Regions from separate parts of the Mus musculus genome. Here region 1 is linked to region 2. Evidence: chromatin contacts called from public HiChIP or PLAC-seq data. All regions are on one chromosome and are shown on one strand. The core of a region is the stretch at or near the end of the contact, and the rest is flanking DNA. Distances in the headings are between cores, read along the strand shown. Region 1 overlaps Camk1d (calcium/calmodulin-dependent protein kinase ID). Region 2 has its middle 6.6 kb from the start of Gm39755.

Region 1 (5,997 bases), core at 3,335-5,834, 230 kb after region 2:
ATAACATAGAAGCTCCCGTCAAGATATCCATGAGCGCAACGTGGTCATTATCCTACATTAAGTTATGTTCTTTGGACTGTTTACTCTGGGTCATGGAGCTACACACCCGGAAAAGAGAATGTCTGCTAAAGGGATGTCCAAGTCATGGCCAGGAGCTACTTCCCTGTCTCTTTGTTTCCACAGCCTACCTGTGTTTTAGATTAACTCTCATACCCTTAAATCATGTACTTTAGAGTCTCTGTTGCTCAATATACCTTTTGAACCAGAGATGGGCTACCGAGATGACAGAAAGAAGTAGGGATCAGAAGAGGTGGGGGAACAGAACCAGCCATGCCTGATGCTTGCCCATGCAGGGAGTGACTTCAATTTTTAAAAAATGTAGTTTACATTCTTGTGGTAAGAACATTTTATATGAGAGCTTCTCTCTTAATATTTAAGGGAATGACAAAGTTTTGTAGATTGTGTCTTTTGGGTATAACAGTGTCTCCCTGCAGTGATTTGAATATAAAATGTCCCCCAGAGATGTGTATCTTTGAACAGTTGGCTCCCAGCTGGTGGCACCATTTGGGCAGTTCTGGTACCTTTAGGGGATAGAGCTTCATTGAGGGAAGAGGCCCACTGGGGTTGGGTCTTGAAGTTTTATAGTCTGGCCTATTTCCTCTCTGGCTCTTTACTTCCTGACTGAAATATAATATGACTAGTTACTCACTCCCCTGTCACCAATATCTTTTCCAAATTGTAAGTCCAAACAAACCCATCCTCCTTTAATAGCCTCTTGTCAGCTATTTGGCCATAGCAACAAGATCAATATATTCCCCAAGAGGTTCCTATGTTGAAGGCTTGTTCCTAAGATGGTGGCTCAATTGACAGGTGGGTGGATCCTTAAGGAGTTAACTGCATCATCAGGTTTATTGATTGAGGAATCTGTAGCTGAATGGGCATGTAGGAGGTAACTATAGAAGGCAGGTTGCTAGGAGAGGGCCTTTCAAGGTACATCCTGTCCCTAGACTTGTCACTTCCACTTCTGATCCCCTCTTTCTGTAAAGGTCTCCAGAAGATTGCTTGACATCTGTCTTAGTCAGGGTTTCTATTCCTGCACAAACATCATGACCAAGAATCAAGTTGGGGAGGACAGGGTTTATTTGGCTTACACTTCCATACTGCTCTTCATCACCAAAGGAAGTCAGGACTGGAACTCAAGCAGGTCAAGAAGCAGGAGCTAATGCAGAGGCCATGGAGGGATGTTTTTTACTGGCTTGCTTCTTCTAGCTTGCTCAGCCTGCTCTCTTATAGAACGAAGACTACCAGCCCAGAGATGGCACCATCCACAAGGGGCCTTTCCCCCTTGATCACTAATTGGGAAAATGCCTTACAGTTGGATCTCATGGAGGCATTTCCTCAACTGAAGCTCCTTTCTCTGTGATAACTCCAGCTGTGTCAAGTTGACACAAAACTAGCCAGTACAACACATCCATAGCATGCACATGTTTGGATGGGATACTAGAATTCAATTTACCTCATAAGTAGAAAGACTGGGGGTGGCCAAGAAGAATAGCAAGGGAGTTTGTCTCCCCAAATGTGCCAGGAAGTCCTCACATGAGCAAAAATGTTCTTTTTTCATTGCTGTATTAGCTGACCCCCTTTTCTTGCCTTCTGACCTATACTGAACACAGGCTGTGGCCACCACTGTCCACAGACTCCTCCCTCTCCTGTGTCATATCTATCTTGCCTCAGCACAGGCTCCTCCCTCTCCTGTGTCATATCTATCTTGCCTCAGCACAGGCTCCTCCCTCTCCTGTGTCATATCTATCTTGCCTCAGCACAGGCTCCTCCCTCTCCTGTGTCATATCTATCTTGCCTCAGCACAGGCTCCTCCCTCTCCTGTGTCATATCTATCTTGCCTCAGCACAGGCTCCTCCCTCTCCTGTGTCATATCTATCTTGCCTCAGCACAGGCTCCTCCCTCTCCTGTGTCATATCTATCTTGCCTCAGCACAGGCTCCTCCCTCTCCTGTGTCATATCTATCTTGCCTCAGCACAGGCTCCTCCCTCTCCTGTGTCATATCTATCTTGCCTCAGCACAGGCTCCTCCCTCTCCTGTGTCATATCTATCTTGCCTCAGCACAGGCTCCTCCCTCTCCTGTGTCATATCTATCTTGCCTCAGCACAGGCTCCTCCCTCTCCTGTGTCATATCTATCTTGCCTCAGCACAGGCTCCTCCCTCTCCTGTGTCATATCTATCTTGCCTCAGCACAGGCTCCTCTGCGGGGGAGGGTCAGAAGATACAGGACTATTGGTCAGGCACTCCTCTGCTCACCACCAAATGCTGAGTATCAACTATTCCTGGGCATAGAAGAAAATAGCCAGAACGCCTACTGATATGGTATTACATTGTAGTTGGGGGCAGAGGAACAGATGGTCAACATTAAATTCATCATGAAGTCAAAGTATAAAAACTAGACACGAACAGTTCACTTAGAGCTGGTCCAGAGAAGCTACATTTCAACCTTAATCTAGAATTTTTTTTCCCTGCCTTATTCTCTGTGCTGGGAATGCTATTATTTTCTCCAGACCTCAGGACTGCCTTGCTCAGTTGCAAAGCTCTATGTGTGTGTCCCTTGCCTAGTGATGCTTTCCTGTCTCCACCCCCAATACCATGCAAAGTACTACATCTCTCCTTTATGCTCTTCAGCTTCCAGGCTCTTCTGTTGTAGTTCCTGTCTTAGTTTGTATCTAGGACTCACCATCTCTGGCTAGACTCTGTGTTCCCCAAAGGCACCAATACTACCATGCTCTGTTTTGTGATCCTGTACAGCCTGGTATAAACTTTAGCAAAAGCTTGTTGGAGGAATGGCTCCTCAGACGTCTTCACCTTTCTCAGACTACCATCCTTATTACCCTGCTCACTCCTCTCTAAACAAGTTCCATTCTTTAAGAGCCAGCTCAAATCTCATCTCTTTTTTGGGTCTTCTCAAGAAATACTTTGCTGATAAGTTCCTGGGCAACAGATTCTATGACATAAATGGTGTTTCTGTAGGGCTGGGGGAAAGACTCTCACCGTGGCCTTGAACTCACGATCTTTCCACCTCAACCTGCCCAGGGCTGTGATTATAGTAGTGTGCAATGGCTCTTTGATGTCCTGTATTAGTACTCAACATCCCTCAATTGTGCTCTGATAAACAGAAAATGCTTCATTAAAACATTTATGCATGTATGTACATGTGCAAGTATACACACTCATGCACATTGTCATAACACACACTTTAATAGTCATAAGACATCACTAGGGGTGTAGGACAATGGTAGACTACTTGCATCTAGCATGAATGAGTTCCCTGGGTTTGATCCTAGCACCCCAACCCAAATAGGGTTGAACATTTTTTTTAAAAAGATTTATTTATTTATTTATTTAATGTAAGAAGAGGGAGTCAGATCTTGTTATGGATGGTTGTGAGCCACCATGTGGTTGCTGGGATTTGAACTCCGGACCTTCGGAAGAGCAGTCGGGTGCTCTTACCCACTGAGCCATCTCACCAGCCCGGGTTGAACATTTAAAAATGAGTAAAATTGTACAGAAAAGACAATTTCAACTATGTTTTTCTGAGCACAATAATCTTTTTACTTACTTTCATTTTTGTGGTAAAGCACCCTAATGGTAAATAGAATATAAACGATCTTCTCCAAGGCAACCGGAACGAACATGGGGAACTGTCAGACAATATCACCCAAGCTCCTATATGCCTAGTGTCTGACAATATGTTCCATGGATTATGGTCCCTCTCTGTAGTTCTGCCAGAAGGCCTCCAAGCTTCCACCAAGCCAACCTACCTGCTGAACCAGCTAAGGACTCTTGTCCCCATGGTAACTGGCTGGAGCTCTCTCCTTCCTGCCCTTTTCCCTTTGCCTCCCCCCCCCCGCCCCCCCCCCCCCGTTCTCAGCTCTTCGGAGACATCCAGCGGTGTGTCCAGGACTGAGAACCTGACGTCCCTGGGTTCCATGCGGCCCAGGGACCCCAGAACACCGGCTCTTCCGCGGTACCCAGCGGCATCTGTGGTACCCGAGTCTGACCCAGACTCTGGCAGTTCTGTGGGTACCCCAGGCCTTTTCCCATCCCTGGAACGGGGGTTCTGCAGCTTCTCACAGCCTGACACCCACCCAGCGGTTGCCGTGGGGGTGCGCCCAGTCAAAACTCCCTGTGTCCACCTTGCCCAGCGGCCCTAGCCCTGAGCAGATGTGGGACCCCATTTTTTAACCCAGAAAGAAAGAAAGAAGGGAAGGAAGAGGAGGGAGGGGGAGGGGAAGGGGAGGGGAGGGGAGGAGAGAGAAAGAAGGAAGAATTTGCAGGTCCCTGTATTTATAAAGTAAATTGACTTTTGTTCTTTATCTTAAGGAAAGATTGAGGGAGGTGGCTACGGACATTATCAACCTGTCTGGGAGAACAGGATTGTGAAAAAATGGATCTCTGTGTATATCGATCCAAATTCCAATATAATCATGTCATACCGTCAGAGTTCAGTGTGATACTCCTATGAAGAGCTGTAAAGCAACACAATGAAGACGAAGTTTCCCATAACAGGACCTTGTGGACTCTGGTGGGATGAGGCAGAAGTTCTGGCATGCTCTCTGGACAAAGTACTTGGGACCAGGGTGGTAGGCCCAGTGAGTTTTCTAAGTACATGGAAACGTGTTTCTAAGAGGCTGAAAAAAAAAGGCGTAGCAACTGACTGACAACCAAGACTTTTCTGCTCTGGTCTAGCCCATGTGGAAAGGCTCTGAGGAGAGAATTGTTTCCATGGGAAAACTTCGTGCTTCTCTGTGACAGTCCAACTTTGCCTTCAGAGTGATTGTTGGCAAGGTGCTGGAGCTGGGTGCATGTACTCATAGCTGCTTCAGGGAGGGGCTTCTGGGCAGGGGCCGGAACTTTGAGTGGCAGGTCTCTAATCCTGTCCTTGAGTCGGTTGTGTGGGAGCCTGTTTTCCTCTCCTTCCTTTTGTTTTCTGGCCATGACATGAGTGGGTTCTTTCACCATCTGACAAGAGGCAAAAGCAGTGGATTCACTTGATATTGGTAACCCCTAAATCTGAGCCAACAGGGAATGCCACGCAAGAGAGGGCAGAGAGAATGTGGGAGCCAGAGGCCAGGGAGGAGCACTGTGAAAGTCTGTCTCTGACCTTTAGATGGCCGGCACACCTTTGAACTCATGGTGGCTGTGGTTACTTACACAAAACCAAGTCAGTCAAATTCCAGCACAGAAGTGGGGGGGGGGCTCCCAAAGCGGCAATGACAGCTGAAGAGCTGTCCTGTCAGGGGTTAATGGCTACTGGGAGAAGGGGCATACTCTTTCTATAGCAGCATGGCCATAGGCAGGTTGCCCAGGCTCCCCTGGTTGGCCCCAGAGCGATGCACATATGGGTAGCACTAGTTGGAATCGGTGGTTTATTTCCTTCAGAAATGGAAGAGGATGTGAAGGTGGGAGGGGGATGGGCTGAGAGTGCATCCAGATGTAAATATAATCAGAATAGATTGCATACATGTAGGCAAATATCAAAGAAAGAATAAAAAGTATTGTACAGAAATGACTGAAACTACAACACCCCCCCCCCCCCCCATTTATCTGCAAAGCAGCTAGGCCACATAAGGCTACCCCAGGCTCAGTGTGTCTCTAAAAAGCAGCAGCGGCTTCAACCAAGGATGAGCATCCTTTGGACTCTAAGTCCTGCTGGTACCAGGAACCACTACAAGTCTTTCTGTCTTGACTGACCTTTGGCAGAAATTTAGCAAGCTTTATTGAATGAAGGGGGCAGTGGGGGGTGTTAAGGAATATGAGTTCTAGTCATCCTATCATAGATATGATTGACTTTCACAATAATTAAATAAAACAAAGCTCTTTCGAAAGCAAACAAACCTTTTGTACTTATTACCAGTGCCCATTAGTGAACAAAACAGGGTTGCACATATATAATCCTGGTTTAGATTAGAGGGTCAATGAGGCTCATGA
Region 2 (6,105 bases), core at 469-2,968:
GTGTGAGCATATCACATGTGTGTGAGCATATCACAGGTGTGTGAGCATATCATATGTGTGCACACATGTGAGCATATCACATGTGTGTGAGCATATCACATGTGTGTGAGCATATCACATGTGTGTGAGCATATCACATGTGTGCTTGAGCAACACACAGAAGATGAGTATTACTTGGTGAGGAGCTTGAGGGTTTGCAGAGAAGGAAGCAATCACCTTCCAGGAAGCCAGGAGCTCACAGGGAGGCAGGCAGGAGAGAAGGAAAGTGCTGAGAGGAACAGCCAAGGCAGCTGGCCACAGCGGGGCTGAGGAGCCGAGCTCTGCAGCCCTCCCCAGTACAGCTCCTTCTGTACACAGGATGCAGAATAATGCCGTGTGACCCCCATGCCTGCCCATGGTGTACCTGGACCAAGAGAGGTTGAGTTGAGTGGAATACAAATGAGTTGCCAGCTTTAGGTTTGCAAGTGACAAATGAATCTCAAGTGTCCTTCAGGCTAATCAAAATCTCTCGATCGGAGAAGTGGCAGTCATCACGATTTCATTACCTCTGACTTCTGCAAAAAGCTTTAATTTGGGTTCTTCATATATTATTATATAAATTAATGATTACCAACAGCTTCCATTTCCAGACTTTAACTCTCCTACCTATATAGCCACCAACTTCTGTCTATTGGGCAGATACTGGAAGACCAACAGAGATAGCTGAGCACAATGATTGTATCCCTTGTCCATGAAGTACTCAATGACACAAAAAACCAACAACGTCTTAGTTACTTTTTTTCCTCCTCTGACAAACTCTATAAAGCAACTTACATAAGAAAAAAGTATTTAATTTGGGCTTACAGTTTCAGGGGGTTAGAGTCCATGATGGTGGAACATAGGAATAGCTGAGAGCTTACAGTGTGATCAGAAAGTAGAAGGGGGGTGGAGAGGGAAAGGGGAGAGGGGAGAGGAGAGAGGGAGACACAAGAGACAAGAAGACTCTTTTGAAACCTCAACTCTCATACCCAGCAATACACCCCCTTCTACAAGGCCACACCCCTTAATCTTTCCCAAATAGTTCCATAAGATGGGGACCAAGTATTCAAATATATAAGCCTATGGAGGCCATTCTCATTCAAACCACCACAGAGAGCAACCTTTATATTCTAAATCCAGAGGCGAGTTTGCTGGGATTCTAAGAATGCTTACACCGTGCATGTGGAGCGGTGCACAGCGTGAGCTGGCAGTGCAGATGGAGAAGGAAAACAGAGTCTTGCTGATCAGCTACCACCAGCCCTTGGGCACCCAGCCCTGTGTTCTAACAGTCATTGCTCATGACACAGTGATGCTGAGGTTACAGTTGTGTTACATCAGTGCTAACAATTTGCCTATTTTATTTTTGGCTCCTGGAATAACTTAGCCCTTAGCCAAGCATATGTGATGGTGTTTCTTTTCTCTTTTCCGTGGGGCTGGGGAGGTTGTGTAGCTGTTAGTGATTTGAATATATAGGAAATGTTATTCTTGCAGCCTTGATAGTCAGGGCAAATTGTAAAATAGAAATTTTTGTGAGATTTCAAAGATGAGGATTATTTTGATAACATCATTTACTGATTTAAAAGATGTGATTACCCCAACTCTACTGAGGAGGAAACCTACTGAATAACATAACATAACTTGGGATATGTGTTTTACATCAGTTTAAAAACAACAATGAGACTGTGACTCATCTGGCACTGTTTTCAGATGGCTCATGTTTGAGGAAAAGAACGAGTTTAATTGCCTTTTAATCCACCTCCCCAACCCACACAACAGGGACTGAACCCTGGGCTTGCTAGACAAGTGCTCTGACTCCAACCTGAGTCTGCAGCCCTGGGTTTTCCCATCCTTTTGAGGTGTGAGGGAAAACCCTCTACTCTGTCCCCATCTCCCATGTAAGAGATCAGGGATAGCCAGACTTGAGGGTGAAGGGGGAAAAAATTCAACTTTGATTTGTGTGTGTTTCATTTAGTTTCAGTACGAAGCTGAAACTATTTCTTCCTTTCCCCTCCACCTTCCCTCTGTCTGTCTCTCTCTCTTCCTCCCTTACTCCTTCCCTCTCTCTCGCTCTTTCCTTCCCTCTTTTCCTCTCTTTCTTTCTTTCTTTCTTTCTTTCTTTCTTTCTTTCTTTCTTTCTCTCTCTCTCTCTCTCTCTCTCTCTCTCTCTCTCTCTCTCTCTCTCTCTCTCCGTCTCTTTCTTTCTTTCTTATTGACTCACTGGCCTTAAACTTGTAATCCCCCTGCTTTAATTTCATCCCAAGTGCTGAGACATCTCTAAGTGCAGAATACAGTGCTAACTATAGGCACAATGCCATATACCAGATCTCTTTGTGCCCATTTTTAAGTCTAAGCTGCACTCAGCATATTATCAGTACATATAAGTGAGTCATAGATAAACAGTCACAGTGCTAAGGGTGTACCTCAGTGGTACAGGGCATGGCCAGGACCTCGGCATCCATACCTGGAGCTACCATTGATTCAGTAGCTTGCATATCCAGGCTCTCCCTGAGGTCCCATAAGAGGGACCTCATGCTTAGGTGAACAGCTCCGTATGTCTTCTGCAGGAGGCACCCAGAGGTATGAGTCCTGTCACACTCCGTGCTGGGAAGCACTGGTTACTGTGCCAGGACACTGTGCTTTAATTGTCCAGGTAGAACTGTCTAGTCCTGACCATTGAGCATTGACCCTCTCAGAATCATGGCTGATCTTCTGCAATCCTCTTCACCTTACCCCCTCACCTCTAGGGTCTGGGACACTGCCCCCCACCTCCTGTCTCCTCACGGCTCCCAGCGACCTCCCTATCCTTGCTAGCTCAGGTTTCCCCTCCAACCCCAAAGGAGCTTCAGGATATCAAAAGTTCATCTTGTGGCTCAGTGTCGTCATTCCCCCAATGACTGTCACCCAGATTTTGAAGGAAGAATAACATGGTGATAGCTGCTGTGGCAATATTAGGTGCCCTGTACTTTACAATGTAAAGTGCCGGATGTGGCACTCAGTGGCTGTATGTGGCAAGATAATTAGAGGCAAGATAATTGAGGCAGAGAGCTGAGGTTCAGCATCTGATCTGGAACTGCAAACAATGGCCCACCAGCATCAAGTGTTGGGGTCTTGCTGCTCCCCCACCTGCTTGTTGTTTCAAAGCAGGACCTCATGTAACCCAGGCTGTCCTTGAACTCACTAAGCAGAAAGGCATGATATTAAATGCCTTTAGGCCTTTAGGTATGATCCTCCTACCTTTAGGTCCCCGGTGTTGGCACTACAGGCATTCACCATCACAGCTGGTGTGTGCTGCTGGATAGCAAACTCAGCTTCATGTGTGCTTAGAGAGCATTCTATCAGTCAAGCTATATCCTTGACCACCCCTTCAGCCACACGGGCCCAATGGTACATCAGTGTCAAATCATTCCTCGAAAGCTCTTGCTGGGTGAGAAGTGACCCTCGTCCCTCTCCATAGCAAGCCAGATAAGGTACAGGATGTGACCAAAATAGACAGGCAAAGAGTAAACTAAGAGTTGGAAAGATTTGGATGTCATTTAGGGCAGAATCAAAATGATAACTCAAAGAAACCCCAAACACCTCACTGTCTAACCTTTTCACATTGCAATACAATGTCATCTTCAAATGTGCTGGACCACAGGCATGGCTATCTTGGGACATGTGTGACCTACCGGATATGTCTAGCACAGGTTGGACATATTTGACTTTGATTCTGGTGTGTTGTGAGATCCACTGGCTATTGTGGTCACTGTTCTCAAGACCCAGTCATGACACATAAACGCAGTCCTTCCACATATGTAGCCCATTTAAACACATAAGCACAGCACCCTTCGCCTACAGAAGCGGTTCTCAACCTGTGATTCGTGACCGCGGGTAAATACCTATTTCCAGTGGTCTGAGGGACTGAGACAGCACTCAGTAGCAAAATTAGTTAAGAAATAGCAACGGAAATCAATTTATGGTCGGAGGCTCCTAAGACCATCAGAAATATTTTTCCAATAGGCTGGTGGCCATGACCCACAGGTTGAGAGCCCACTGCCCTACGGATTGCTTTCCTGCAACATGCCAGCTTCACAGACTGACGGGAAAGGAGATGCCTTTCCTCTGCTGTTGCGTCCCTAAGACTTATGTCAGCACAGACGCACTCGCACTCGCAGGACAGAAACCTGCAACTGCGCTGGTGGCCCTGACACAGGATGTGCCCACCACAGCCCGGGGTGTGTGATCACCTCCAGCCCGGGGAAAACCAAGCAGCGTCGAAGCTGCTTTCCCAGGAAATCCTCAGGACAGATTTATGCTACCCGCTTGCCTTGCCTGCTTCTCCCAATTCCCTACTTCCTCCTTAGAGACCAAGGAGAGAAAAGCAGGGCTGCTTTCTCTCAGGGACTCAATCAGCAGAGGCATGCTGGGAAATCAGCTCCAGCTAGCTGTTCCTCACACCTGGGATCGCTTTTAATCACCGCTCGCGATAATGCATCTGCTCTCCCAACAGATGCTCTGCGGTGTCTGTGGTCTAGCTTTCAGGCTTGCGAGACCAGAGACCGCTTTCGCCATGATATGGGGTGCTAAGGGCTTGACCCTGTCACATTTCAGCTGCTAAATTTCCTCTTCAACTGTAAGGACTGAATTCCCTCCCTCCCCCCACCCCTCTCGCTCTTGTTTCCCCTGCAAAAGGATTTACATTCTAAAAGAAATCTCAACAGTTTTTGATTTTGTTTTTGTTTTTGTTTTTTTTTAAAGCTAGATTTGATTCTTTCTTTATCTTCTTTCTTCCAACTGTTCTCATCTGCCTTCCTTGGCTAGAGGAGGCTTATAAATATTCATTAGCTAGTTTCTAACTTCACAGGTGAGGACAGACGTTTCAACAGAGATCCTGTCAATTCTATAGCTTCCTGCATGCAAAAGGGGGCGGAGGGGGGAGACAGTGCAGGCTCTCCTCCAGTTCTCCCAATAGATACCAACTGATCTGTGTGGACTTTAAGTACCAGCCGTGGAGAGAGAGTCTGATGCCATTTCTTTGCTAACCAAAATGTACGTGAAGACATCATAGACAGTTGGTTAACTTCTAACTTACTGTCTTGCTGCTGAATAAAGGGAAAGGAGGTGTGTGTGTGTGACACGTGTGGCACACGTGTGTTGTAGATGCACATGTATGTGTGTATGTGCGTGTGCAGGCCATAGGTTAAACCTGGCTGCTGTTTTTCAGATTCATTCACCTTAATTTCTTATTTTTTATTTTCTTTGAGACAGAGCCCCATCATTGACCTAGAGCTTGCCCAGTAGGCTATTCCAGCTGGCCGCCAGGCCCAGGACTCAGTTCTGGGAGTTCAGGTGTAGAACTGTACTGGTGTTTGAATGTGGGATTTGATGACTCAGTTCAGGCCCCCGCACTTACACCACAAGCACTTTGCCCACTGAACTCTGATTTCTCTAGCCCGAAAGGGCTTATTTTTGTCTCTCTTCTGAGGATTAGAGAAATCACAGGATGCTAAGATGTCCCATACCATATGCTAACGATGGAGACCTGACCCGCATTCCCATGCAGTAAACAACTTAGGAGGTCTTGCTCCCCAGCTGTGGTCCTCGAAATCTGTATACTCATCTCCATTATTATTCAGCCTGACTGTGAGTTTTGCAATGAGAAATGGAAAATTTAAACCAGATGATCAAAAAAAAAAAAAATATCATGCAGCTCCGGGTATAATGAAAGACAGGCTTGTACTCTTAGATGCAATCTCTTTCTCCCTCTCTCTTTAACACACACACACACACACACACACACACACGCACACGCACGCGCACGCGCACGCACACACACACACACACACACACACGCACACGAACCTCTATGTATGTACACTCCACACGTCTAAATTTAAATTTTCATTTTACATTTAATGATAATACTCTGTTGACTGGCTCCGTACTGTCTAATGGCAAGGTTAGCCAGGGAAACACCATGTTTACCTTTTTGCACTTAAGAATGAATAGAAACACTTAGGAAACATCTGTATGGTTATGGTTGTTCAGAGACTCTCCTGATCTATTAGCACTTCTAACAAGGCATGGCTAGCGTTAGCAGGAAGCACG

Evidence for each region. HiChIP or PLAC-seq counts read pairs in DNA pulled down with a chosen protein or histone mark.
Region 1: a contact with region 2 is called in an HNF4G HiChIP or PLAC-seq map of pancreatic cancer cells. The contact joins two enhancer-like sites. A contact is called at or near these places in 7 of 484 Hi-C or Micro-C datasets (cortical neurons, embryonic stem cells, liver and 2 more), 2 of 115 datasets of contacts at active chromatin or transcription factors (SST interneurons and pancreatic cancer cells) and 1 of 9 other capture datasets (embryonic stem cells).

What each region holds. Positions count from the first base shown.
Region 1 is chr2:5,316,982-5,322,978 of GRCm38.p6, forward strand. The region is part of intron 6 of Camk1d (calcium/calmodulin-dependent protein kinase ID); the gene reads right to left. Gm36906 (a long non-coding RNA gene) reads left to right here. Exons shown (of 2, transcript XR_373963.3): 2 at 1-519. Among named protein-coding and RNA genes, the nearest start is that of Gm36906, 4.9 kb to the left of the region's middle. Within about 2 kb of position 4,585, at least 5 of the 459 cell types and tissues checked have an H3K27ac peak or open chromatin away from gene starts, as enhancers often do. A contact at or near this core is called in pancreatic cancer cells, where this site is marked.
Region 2 is chr2:5,093,788-5,099,892 of GRCm38.p6, forward strand. No RefSeq gene overlaps it. Among named protein-coding and RNA genes, the nearest start is that of Gm39755, 6.6 kb to the right of the region's middle. Within about 2 kb of position 1,719, at least 28 of the 459 cell types and tissues checked have an H3K27ac peak or open chromatin away from gene starts, as enhancers often do. A contact at or near this core is called in pancreatic cancer cells, where this site is marked.